2 separate regions of the Rattus norvegicus genome follow, and region 1 is linked to region 2. Evidence: chromatin contacts called from public Hi-C data. All regions are on one chromosome and are shown on one strand. Each heading gives the region's core, a stretch centred on a gene start, on an enhancer-like site or on the middle of the called end of the contact. The rest is flanking DNA. Distances are from core to core; before and after follow the strand shown. Region 1 holds the start of Zmynd8 (zinc finger, MYND-type containing 8). Region 2 overlaps Zmynd8 (zinc finger, MYND-type containing 8).

Evidence for each region. A called contact is a pair of places that touch in the nucleus more often than the background predicts.
Region 1: a contact with region 2 is called in a Hi-C map of Schwann cells, with 2.2 times the contacts expected there. The contact joins the promoter of Zmynd8 here to the enhancer-like site in region 2. A contact is called at or near these places in 5 of 12 Hi-C or Micro-C datasets (Schwann cells, hepatocytes, kidney and 2 more) and 1 of 1 datasets of contacts at active chromatin or transcription factors (oligodendrocytes).

The regions. Positions count from the first base shown.
Region 1 is chr3:175,043,235-175,048,274 of GRCr8, forward strand. It overlaps Zmynd8 (zinc finger, MYND-type containing 8), which reads right to left and starts at 3,203. Exons shown (of 22, transcript NM_001100838.1): 1 at 3,178-3,203.
Region 2 is chr3:174,985,501-174,990,068 of GRCr8, forward strand. Zmynd8 (zinc finger, MYND-type containing 8) reads right to left here. Exons shown (of 22, transcript NM_001100838.1): 11 at 3,125-3,606. Among named protein-coding and RNA genes, the nearest start is that of Zmynd8, 59 kb to the right of the region's middle. Within about 2 kb of position 1,336, at least 39 of the 93 cell types and tissues checked have an H3K27ac peak or open chromatin away from gene starts, as enhancers often do. A contact at or near this core is called in Schwann cells, where this site is marked.

The DNA of each region.
Region 1 (5,040 bases), core at 1,953-4,452, 60 kb after region 2:
GCCAGGGTGAAAACGTAGACAGACTGTGAGCCTAGAAACCTGCCACCACCAATGCAGCAGCCACTCCTGAGGCCGGGGAATCATAGCAAGGACAGATCCTCAGCCTACAGAGGACTAACCCAAGTCCACGGAAGACTCTCACAAATGAGGTTTCCGTCCACCTCCCCCCAAAGAGCCCGGGAGGTGACAATGCACTTTGTAAAGCCCCTTCACAGGCCAAACTATTAATACCCTCATGGTGGCCAACGTCACTGACTGCTAAGGTCTGAGAGCTAAGGTTCCTCTAGCACTGGGCTCAGGGAGTTTCAAGGTGACAGCTTTTCAGCTCCTAGGGAGAAAGAAGGGCACCATGCCCAAGGCTGAGCCGGGCAAGGCCGGGCCACTGGCTGGGAGCCGGCCTGCAGGTAGGTGATCCGGGTAGGAAGGGCCTGGCTGGCAGCATGCTGGCTGCAGAGCTGGCAGGGCCTCCCTGTTTGTCTGGAAGGAAAACAGAACCCAAGGGGGGGGAAGGGCAGCCAGAGCCCAGCAACCTGAGGCCAAGGGTAAGTCCAGAGTTGCTTTTGCATTTGAAGAACATCCTTGAAGACTTCTAAACCCACCACTGCCTTCTACATCTGAGCCATGGAGAGGGGCCCCTTGAATGTGTCTTTCTTCTCAGGGTCAACCAGAGGCAAAGAGATCCACGGGCTGGCAAACGGGTGCCTCGGTCAGAGGAGCCACAAGGGGAAAGAAAGCAAACAGAAACAAAAGAGATCACACATTTGACTAGGTTGGACTTCCCAAACATAGCCTGCCTCCAGGGTTACCAGCCTTCTAAAATGACACCAACACACACACACACACACACACACACACACACACACACACACACACACCCCTTTTCCTTAAGACCTGCACTGCCTCTCTGGAAGAAAGAGGGAAGGCTATTGTTTTATCCCTAATTTATAATCCAAGGGACCTCGTGCTTTCTGACTCAAATCTTTGAGCGTCGTTGATTATAAAAGTAACTAGACTTGGCTGTAACATTTCTGCAACGTTCTCCCTCTACAATTAGAAGAAGAAAAAAAAAAGAACCCTGAAGAAAGTTTACTGAGTGATTATATGTAATTAATTCCTAGTTAAGACTGAGCACTGGCCATTTTCTGTAGCTAATAAAAGCAGATGCTCCCCTCCCCCACATGAAAGCCACTTCATCTCCCGAAGGAGAATGGTGTACCCATCTTGGAAGGTCTTAAACGGGAGAGAGGGTGGGGAGAAGGCTGGGAGATGAGAGGGAGGGAGTCACTGGAGAGAGAGAGAGAGAGAGAGAGAGAGAGAGAGAGAGAGAGAGAGAGAGAAGAGGAGGAAGAGGAGAGAGGGAGAAAGGATGGAAGAAAAGGCGGAGGGAGGGAGAATGGGATGGAGGGAAAGAGGGAGGGGAGAGAGAAAGAGAGGAAGGAGAGGGGGAGGGGAGAGAGAGGGAGAGGAGGAGCAGGGAGAGAGAGAGAGGTGGAGAGAGAGAGAGATCAAAAGCACCAGTGTCTGTATCTGTTCCTTTGCAGCTGTGAATCCTCTTTGGGGACCAAGGAAGCAGGAGGAAAAAGGAAAACAGCCCATCAGTTTGTTTTCGCCTCTGCAATTTGCACAAAGTGTTGAACCTTCCACCTAGATGAGGGAAAGCAAGGTGGGGGATGGGAGAGTCCTAGGGGTGGAATGCAGGCGACTCCTCAGCTTGGCCACCTGCTTTTCCTAAAAGGAACAACAACAACAACAACAAATGGTAGAAATTTCCAGAAGTCCTACACTCAGGCCACTGCAAATGCCAATCTTTAACCTTTCCCCTAAATCTACTGGTTTAAGAGTACAGGAAGAAGAGGGAACCCCGTTGGGCTAGTCTGTGGGCCAGCACCGAGATCCCACCGGGTCCAACTGCAATGCAGACTTTTTTTTTTTTTTTAAATTCTCCCTTTAGTAACTGGGAAAGTATGCTACTTCAAAAGCAATTAACTTTTTACCAACCCCAGGCCTGGTGGTAGCCACGAAGAGAAGCAGCCAGCTTGAGCCAGGGCTGGGAAATTGGCTGGGGTTCGCATTCACAAACAGATCCTGCCTTCCCAAACCTGTAGGAGCCATTTTAATTTGAGCTTCTAAAGGACAAACACTTTGCCCTCAAGTCTCCTTTCAGCCCAAGAAGTTACGCAAAGGCAGAGAGAGGCAAACCAGGAGGCTGGTGATTAGCCACTGGGTCTGCAGAGGGCCTCAAGAAACTGAGTTCGTAACTTCCATTTACAGCCGGGAGATAAGTTAAGAAGAAAAGAGTACCAGAACTTGTGTGAGGCTGAGGCACTGTTTCAAGAACACCATACCCCATCTGCGTCTGACTGGGAGACGCCAGCCCCCCTCACAGACTGCCCAGTTGATAATCTAGTCCGTCTCTCTTTACTAAGTGAAGCTTTTTCAACTGGTGTCAAAGGTTCAGTAGCTTGAACACTAAAAGAAAAGTCTGTGAGAGTCTGTGAAGCTTGGCCTAGGATGGTCACTGCGCACAGAGGCAGCACCTCCATGCTGCCTGGCTGGGTCTCAAAGCAGGAAATACATGTGGTGAGCTTCCAGGTGGGCCCTGAAGGTTAGGGTTTTAAAATTCTAGCTACAGCCTCAAAAGTGGAGCTAACGCAAAGCCAGCATGCACAGAGAGGTGTGGACCAGACTTTGGGAGGGGGGGAGGCTGTATCTGGCAGCCAGTGAGTCCTAAACCAAGCCTCGTTTGGAAGTGAATAGGCCTCTGTACTAGATGCAAACACCCGTAAAACTTACACACATGAAAACACAAGTCGCACAAGCAGGCCCAGGCCCCATGTGTAGGGCTCTGGAACCCTTAAGAACAAACAGCTTTTGCTCACAGTTCACAAACAGATCACCTACCCAAGAGTTCAGGAGAGCCAAACACAATTCAAGGTCTAGCTGCAAGTCACAACGAACCCAGTAATTCCCCACCCACCCCCCCCAGCTGAGGGTAAACAGGAAGTGAGGTCTTTAATCCTAACTGCAGATCAGAAGGAACAACAGTGGATTCAAGCCATCACCTCAACTCAGGACACTCTCTAGAAACCACCACTCCCCTCCCACCTTACCACAGACCCCAGAGGTTCACCAAACTCTTGGTACACGCTCGCAGAGGAGGTGGACTGCTTTACTTACCCAACACACGTTCAAGCAACCGTCTCACTTTTCCCCAGTTAGGAGGAGAGGGCAGGCTGGCAGATTTGGGACTTGATCAAAAAGGAAATTTTTCTTTTTTTTTTTTTTTTGTAAAACAGTTACATGGTATTATTAAAAACACGCACCACCACCACCACCACCACCACCACCACAACACAACCCAGCAACTAGATATGGGATGTTGTCATGGGCCTCAGGTATGATCCACATCCTCTATACTGGATCAGAGGACAGAAGATGATATAATGTTTTAAAAGGGAGGGGGGACAGGGGGACAAGGATAAAAGAAACATTAGCCCATGGAAAATCATGCAAGAGTACAAAACTAAAGGAGTCAGAGTCCTCACAGATCTTCCCCCCCCCCCTTGCAGGATGTTATTCAAAATCTCTCCCCATCCCCACTCCCACCCCACCCCACCTCCCCAGGCACCATGCCTACTCTAAAAACTCCCTCAGAGGTTAGGAAACACTTTCAGAACCATTTGCTGGCTGTAGGCTGACTTGAAGAACACTCTGTACCAAGCTAAGTCAGGGGGGAGAGAGAAAGGCTGAACAATGTTGTTGCAAGTGCAAAGCTCTGGAGAGGAAGAGAACAGTCCACACAACACCACCCACCTAGGCCCAGGAGCCAGCTTGGCTCCCTGGGTTTTTGCTCAGGCCTGGGTTCTGTTGCAAACACGCATCCTCTCTTGTCAGAACTTAGCCCAGCCTTTCCCAGAACCTCTCTGGAGATGCAGGCTTGCTTGCCCTGATTATCTGCCACAGGCAGTCCTGAACTGTGCTGGGGAGAAGACCTTCTGGCTTACCTTCCATTTTCTTCCCCCAGCAGGCATGTGACATACAACAGACAACAGTGCAGGGGAGAGGACTGCTCAGAGAGAGAGGGAGAGAGGGGTAGAGGAAGGAAGGGAAAATAAAATAAAAGAAAAGAAGGGGGAATGATAGCTTCTCTTGGCATACCAGGATCTAGCTTCAAACTATTCCAGAAATTCTTTGTCCTGGTCAGAATAAAGGTGTTCCAGGCCCTCACCAGTCTGTAAAATCAAGCTATGGCTAATGGCTACTTAGCCATGTGACCCAAAAAGGAAAAAAAAAATCTCTCTAAACAGTCCCAAGTTAACCTAAGTGCTCTGGGGGGGTGAGTGTGGCAGAGCCAGGCTACAGAGAAATCACACTGCTACTCCACGACTCGGATGACTCAGAGGGAGGGGTAAAAGATGGTTAAAAAGCCGAGCTTACCTCTGTGGATGCATTGTTAACTGTGTAATGTCAATACTTATAAAACATGGAGGACAGGCTCCTAGTTCTCACAGAAAAAGGGTTTGGCACTTCGGCTGATGATCTGGCCGCCTAATAAAAGCTCATCCCCGATTGGCTGGCCCGGCAAATCGGAGTGTAAAGCCGCCGCCGATTGGCTGAAACACTTCCTGAGCGATTATCTTTGTGAGGCTCGGGTGAGCAAGAGCCATCCTGTGCATAGAAAAAGACAGGCTAAGCTAGGCCTTTTGCAGGAAGAAAAACTTGGGAAAGGGGCCTCCACAAGCACTTCTCCCACCCCCTGGCTAGATTCCCCAGTCCAGGCAAACCCGTGCAGCCAGCCTGACCTGCTCCAGCCAAGCCTGAGGCCAGCATGCCACTGGAAAGAGCCCTTTTGGGGTGGGCTGGACGACTCATCCACACCTGCCCCCACACAGAAGTCCTTTTCTAAGGAGGCAAGCAGGCCGTTTTATAGAACAAGCCAGCTTGAGTGGGTCTCAAAGGAGAAAGTCGAGCTAAGGGGTGGAGAGCCCCAGGGAGACAGGAGCAATAGGGACAAGGCCAGACGCAGGCCTCTGAGGGGGT
Region 2 (4,568 bases), core at 86-2,585:
GTAGCAGCAACTGGGCTTTTAACAAAACACAAACCAGCCATGCTAGCCCAGGCCTCCAATCAAAGGTCACCTGGGGTCACCACCAGGATGGCTCAGCGGGTAAAGGCACTTCCCGGCAAGCCTGATGACTTGAGTTTAATACATGCTGGTGAGAAATGACTCCAGCAAGATGTCCTCTGACCTCCACACTAATGCAGAAGTGTGCATACACGCACACACACATCCCAAGTGCAACTGCCACCCGTGGAGGTGTGTCTCACCGGCACACCAGAGCACACACTCAGAGCAGGTCAAGATGACGCAGGATCTTTGCTGTCCCTCGACCCCATCGCCTGTCAATCAGTCTGTTCCCTTCATGACTGGGTAAGTGCCTGAGGTTCAACTTAATGGCATGCCGTGTAACTCCTCAGGAGAGCTGGCCATGGGAGGGAGGGTTAGTTAGTGACTTAGTATTTGTCATGGACAGCCATTTTATGACAACTATTGATTTCACAATAAAGTGGAGTCTGTGGAAACCTTTTCATGTCTCCCTGACTGCAACCCCCACGGTGGGAAGCACCATTAGCTCAGGAGGGTCTGTGGGCTCAGGACGGTGCCATAATACACTTAGCATTCTCGGCGGGGTCTCTAGGAAACAGTTAGCAAACGCTGAAGGCTGATGAAACCCGCCTGCCCAAGTGGCCCATGGTGGGGTGGGGTGGGGGTTTCGAAACCACTTTGTGAAAGGCAGGGGGAATCCAGGGCTGTGGCAGCTACAGGCTCCCTGTGGAATAGAGGACAGCTTGGAAGCTGAATCTGCTCGTGGGGGTAATGGACAAAGGATGAGTCTTCTAAAGAAAATTACAGTCTTGGGGCCAGTGAGATGGCACAGTCATTGAACCTGATGGCCTGGGTTCGATCCCCTAGAACACACAGGGTAGAGGCAGAGTCCTGACCTCCCCAAGCTGTTCTCTGACCTTCATGCACACACGCGCGCACGCACACACACATACACACAGAGGCTTCACAGTTTTAATCCAAGCACCAGGGAGACAGACAGGCAGATCTCTGTGAGTTTAAGAACAGTGACACCCAGTTACAAAAAAGAGACAGAATGAGGCTCTAAATTCTCATACGTACACATAAAGGGCACTCTGAAGTCTGAAAGCCGCCTACACGTTTTTTCTACTTTAGAGCATGGGAACATTTATGACATTTTGGAGGGACCCCAGCCTGATCCCGACTGTGCTATCCCTGACTATGGTGGTGGGCGTCTGAATGAATATACCCATCCTCCTCTCCCTGCACTGACATCACGCTGACAGCAGAGGGCGGGAGGGAGCAGGAGGAGGAAGCCGGTAGGCTTCAGGGTCTGACTGTGAGGATCCGCCACGTGACAGAGTCCCTTCTGATCCTTGTCGTCTACAGGGAAAGCTGGCAAACCAGAACCTCTGAGCCTCTGGGCCCAATCTGTTCCTTGTCCCTGTGTGGCCTGCTATTTAAGAAGGGGTGGGACACAAAAAATTTCAACGGTTCTTTTCTGTATAGAGTGTTTTTCTTGCATCTGTCTGTGCCCCACGTGCATGCCCAAGGTCAGATGAGGGCGTCAAATCCCAATCCCCTGGAACTGGAGTTATAGATGGTCAGGAGCCATGTGGGTGAGGGGAATTAAGTTCCCTGCAAGAGCAGCCGGCGCTCCTAACCACTGAGCTGTCTCTCCAGCCCCACTCTAGTTCTTAGAGCATGCACTTAAGAAGAAATTCAAGCTTCAGTACCCACTAGCCAACACCAGTTACGCTTTATTGAAACTCGGCTATTAATGTCCAGAACTGCAGCCATGACCAAAATACAGAACTGCCCCCTGCGTGTCTACTGTGGGCACTCGGTAAGGGATACTAATTTGTGAGAGTAAGATAATCTGATGTCACCCCCTTCTCTCTTTGTTGGGGGTTTGGTTTTTTGTTGTTTTTTTAGTGGTTTTGAGACAAGAGCTCATGAAGTCAAGGCAGCCCTCGGGCTCCTAATCCCCCTGCCCCTACCTCCCAAATGCTGGGGTTACCACACTGGCCCCTGCTCTCACCGCAGCTCCTTCTATGGCCACCTTACGGGATTAGCAAGTGTCAAGCATGGTGGGGGGGTGGGGGTGGGGAGTAGGTTGTGTATTTTTAGAATAGGGACTTTGAAGTCTAAGTTCTCGTCTTTAAAAAAAAATTGCCAGTGAACAAGGAATTTTTGCCGCAAAGCTCGACGCCACGGTCCCACCCAAGGGAAGACAGACACTAAATTAAAACAGCACAACCATTCTCATATTCCTATAAAAACTCTATTTTTTTTTTTTTTTGAAGTTCGGAACAAGAGAGCGAGGGGGAGCTTGCACAGGGACACACTTTTATTTTATGACGTGCTCACTTCAAGCAGGTTTTAATGGGCAGCTCGGTGAGGTGCACCTGTCATCCCAGCACACGGAAGACGGAGCAGGAGGATCCTCCTGACCAAACCAGTCTGGGCCATCACTTAAGTCACCCCTTCATTGCATCTCTTCTCAGATCCTTGGAGACGGCACATTAGAGATCACCAGGAAACATAACTCCAGTCAACACTGCCCTGGTCACTGCTCTTGTCCTACTGTGGGTTCTGACTCATTCTGTTCCCAACCGAGCCTACACACAGCAGGGCCTCCGTGTGTAGCCAGTAACGGTTGCCATGGTAAAGGTGAGGAGACTAAGGCATAATAAACACATTAAATATGTTCCCCAAAGCCACATGGGCTGAGTGGGACTCCTACAATTATAGACAGTGACCTTGAAGGAGGTCTGGTAACTGGGCGGGGGACCCATTTTGACCTTGATTTGCTTAACATCTAAGTTAAGCCTAACACAGAGGTATCAAAAACTAAACTTTCAACTACAGCGTAGTCACAGGGCACTGTTCTGAAGAGCCAAGAGGCTCTGACATTGGACGAAAGCCCCTCAGGGTTTGTGGCCAGTTCCACCCACGTCTAAGAATGGCCGCCGCTGGCCTTCGGATACAGCCCTCATCTCTGGGGTCTGGCGGTGCCTGCCTGCTTGCACCTACGGTTGAGGCATCCAAGGACGCCAGAATGCACCAAGCGGCCTCCTACCCAACTCTCCCAACTGGGGCTGACCTGTGCTCTTATCAAGGAAGTCCATGGACTCTTCGCTTGCGCTGAAGTGGCTGGATGGGGCCTTCTTCTCGGGGTCCTGCTCCACATCGGAGCCCGTGTGCACAGAGGAGTTCGTGCTGGTGGGGGAGCGAGGCATGTCGGACAGGGAGATCCTGCGGCCCGCGCCCCCGCTCAGAAGGGGCTTGCTCAGAATGATCTTGGGGGACGCCGTCATGTCAAAATTGAGCTTCACCTTCTCCTGTTTGTCTGTCTTGGCAGTGCCGGCGCTGGGATTGCTGGGATCCAGCAGCATTTGGTACTGGCTATTGGGGGTGTAGGGCGTCCTGAACGGGGAGTAATTAAAAACCCCGAACTTCTTCCGTATGTTCTCCACGTAAACTTCCATCTCCTGCATGGCGCTGTTGAAGATACTCTTAGTCTTTTTCACAGAAAAGGGGATTTCTTTTGACATGAGGTAGCAATTATTGACTGGAACCCAGGCTCTAGGATGGCAAGAGAGAGAGAAAGAGAGAGAGACACTCTGAGTCAGCGTCAGTCATTTCCGAGGTAGTTTACTTTTTTTTTTCTTTTTTAATTTTCTTAATGCAAATCAAATTAGCCTGGTGGGTGCCTGCCAAGATTCTTAAATATGGGGCCTCCCTTTTTTTAAATAATTGACTTGTTTTGAATGGTTAATGAATGATCCACTTCACAGAGGTATTCAGGATAGAACACACACGAACAACAAAATTCAGCCAGAGATGTGAGCGGGTTCCACACACTCAGCCATCTTAATCGCCCAGAAACAAATGGACGGCTCAGCAGGGGAAGCCGGCTCAGCAGGGGAAGCCACAGCTGCCAAGCCTGGAGACCTGCGCTGGCAAAGCCAACGTGGAGAGAGCCACCTCCCTCAGGTTGTCCCTGGGCCCCCACACATGCGCAGTGGCACTCACATGCGTGTGCAGGCATGAGCGCGCACGTGTGCACGAACACACACACACACACACACACACACACACACACACACAGATGAGTAACTAAATGAATATAAATGGCAGAAGTAAATACAATGGTAATTCCTTCAGTTCCCTGCTCTTTCAGGGTGAGGAAAAGAGTCCCAGTCCTCCACGACACATCTGAGGAGGGGTGTGTTTCCTGGATCTCGCTGGGCAGCACATGCAGGCGAACACTTCAGTCGTACTCGAGACAGAATCTCACTATGTTGTCTAGGTTGGCCTGCAACTCAGGGTGCTCCTGCATCAGCCTCCTCACTGTCTGGACACACGTGGCAACATTTGAGAGGGTAACCACCCGGAAAACTCTTGATACTAAGTAGACTTTGGCTCTGGGGTGCACGCTCTCCACAGACCTTGCTACTTCGGGGAAGGCCTGTCCTTCTCCATCGACCCCCACACCCCAGGACGTTTTGCAGAGACCCAGAAACCAAAAGCAACAGTGGTGCCTT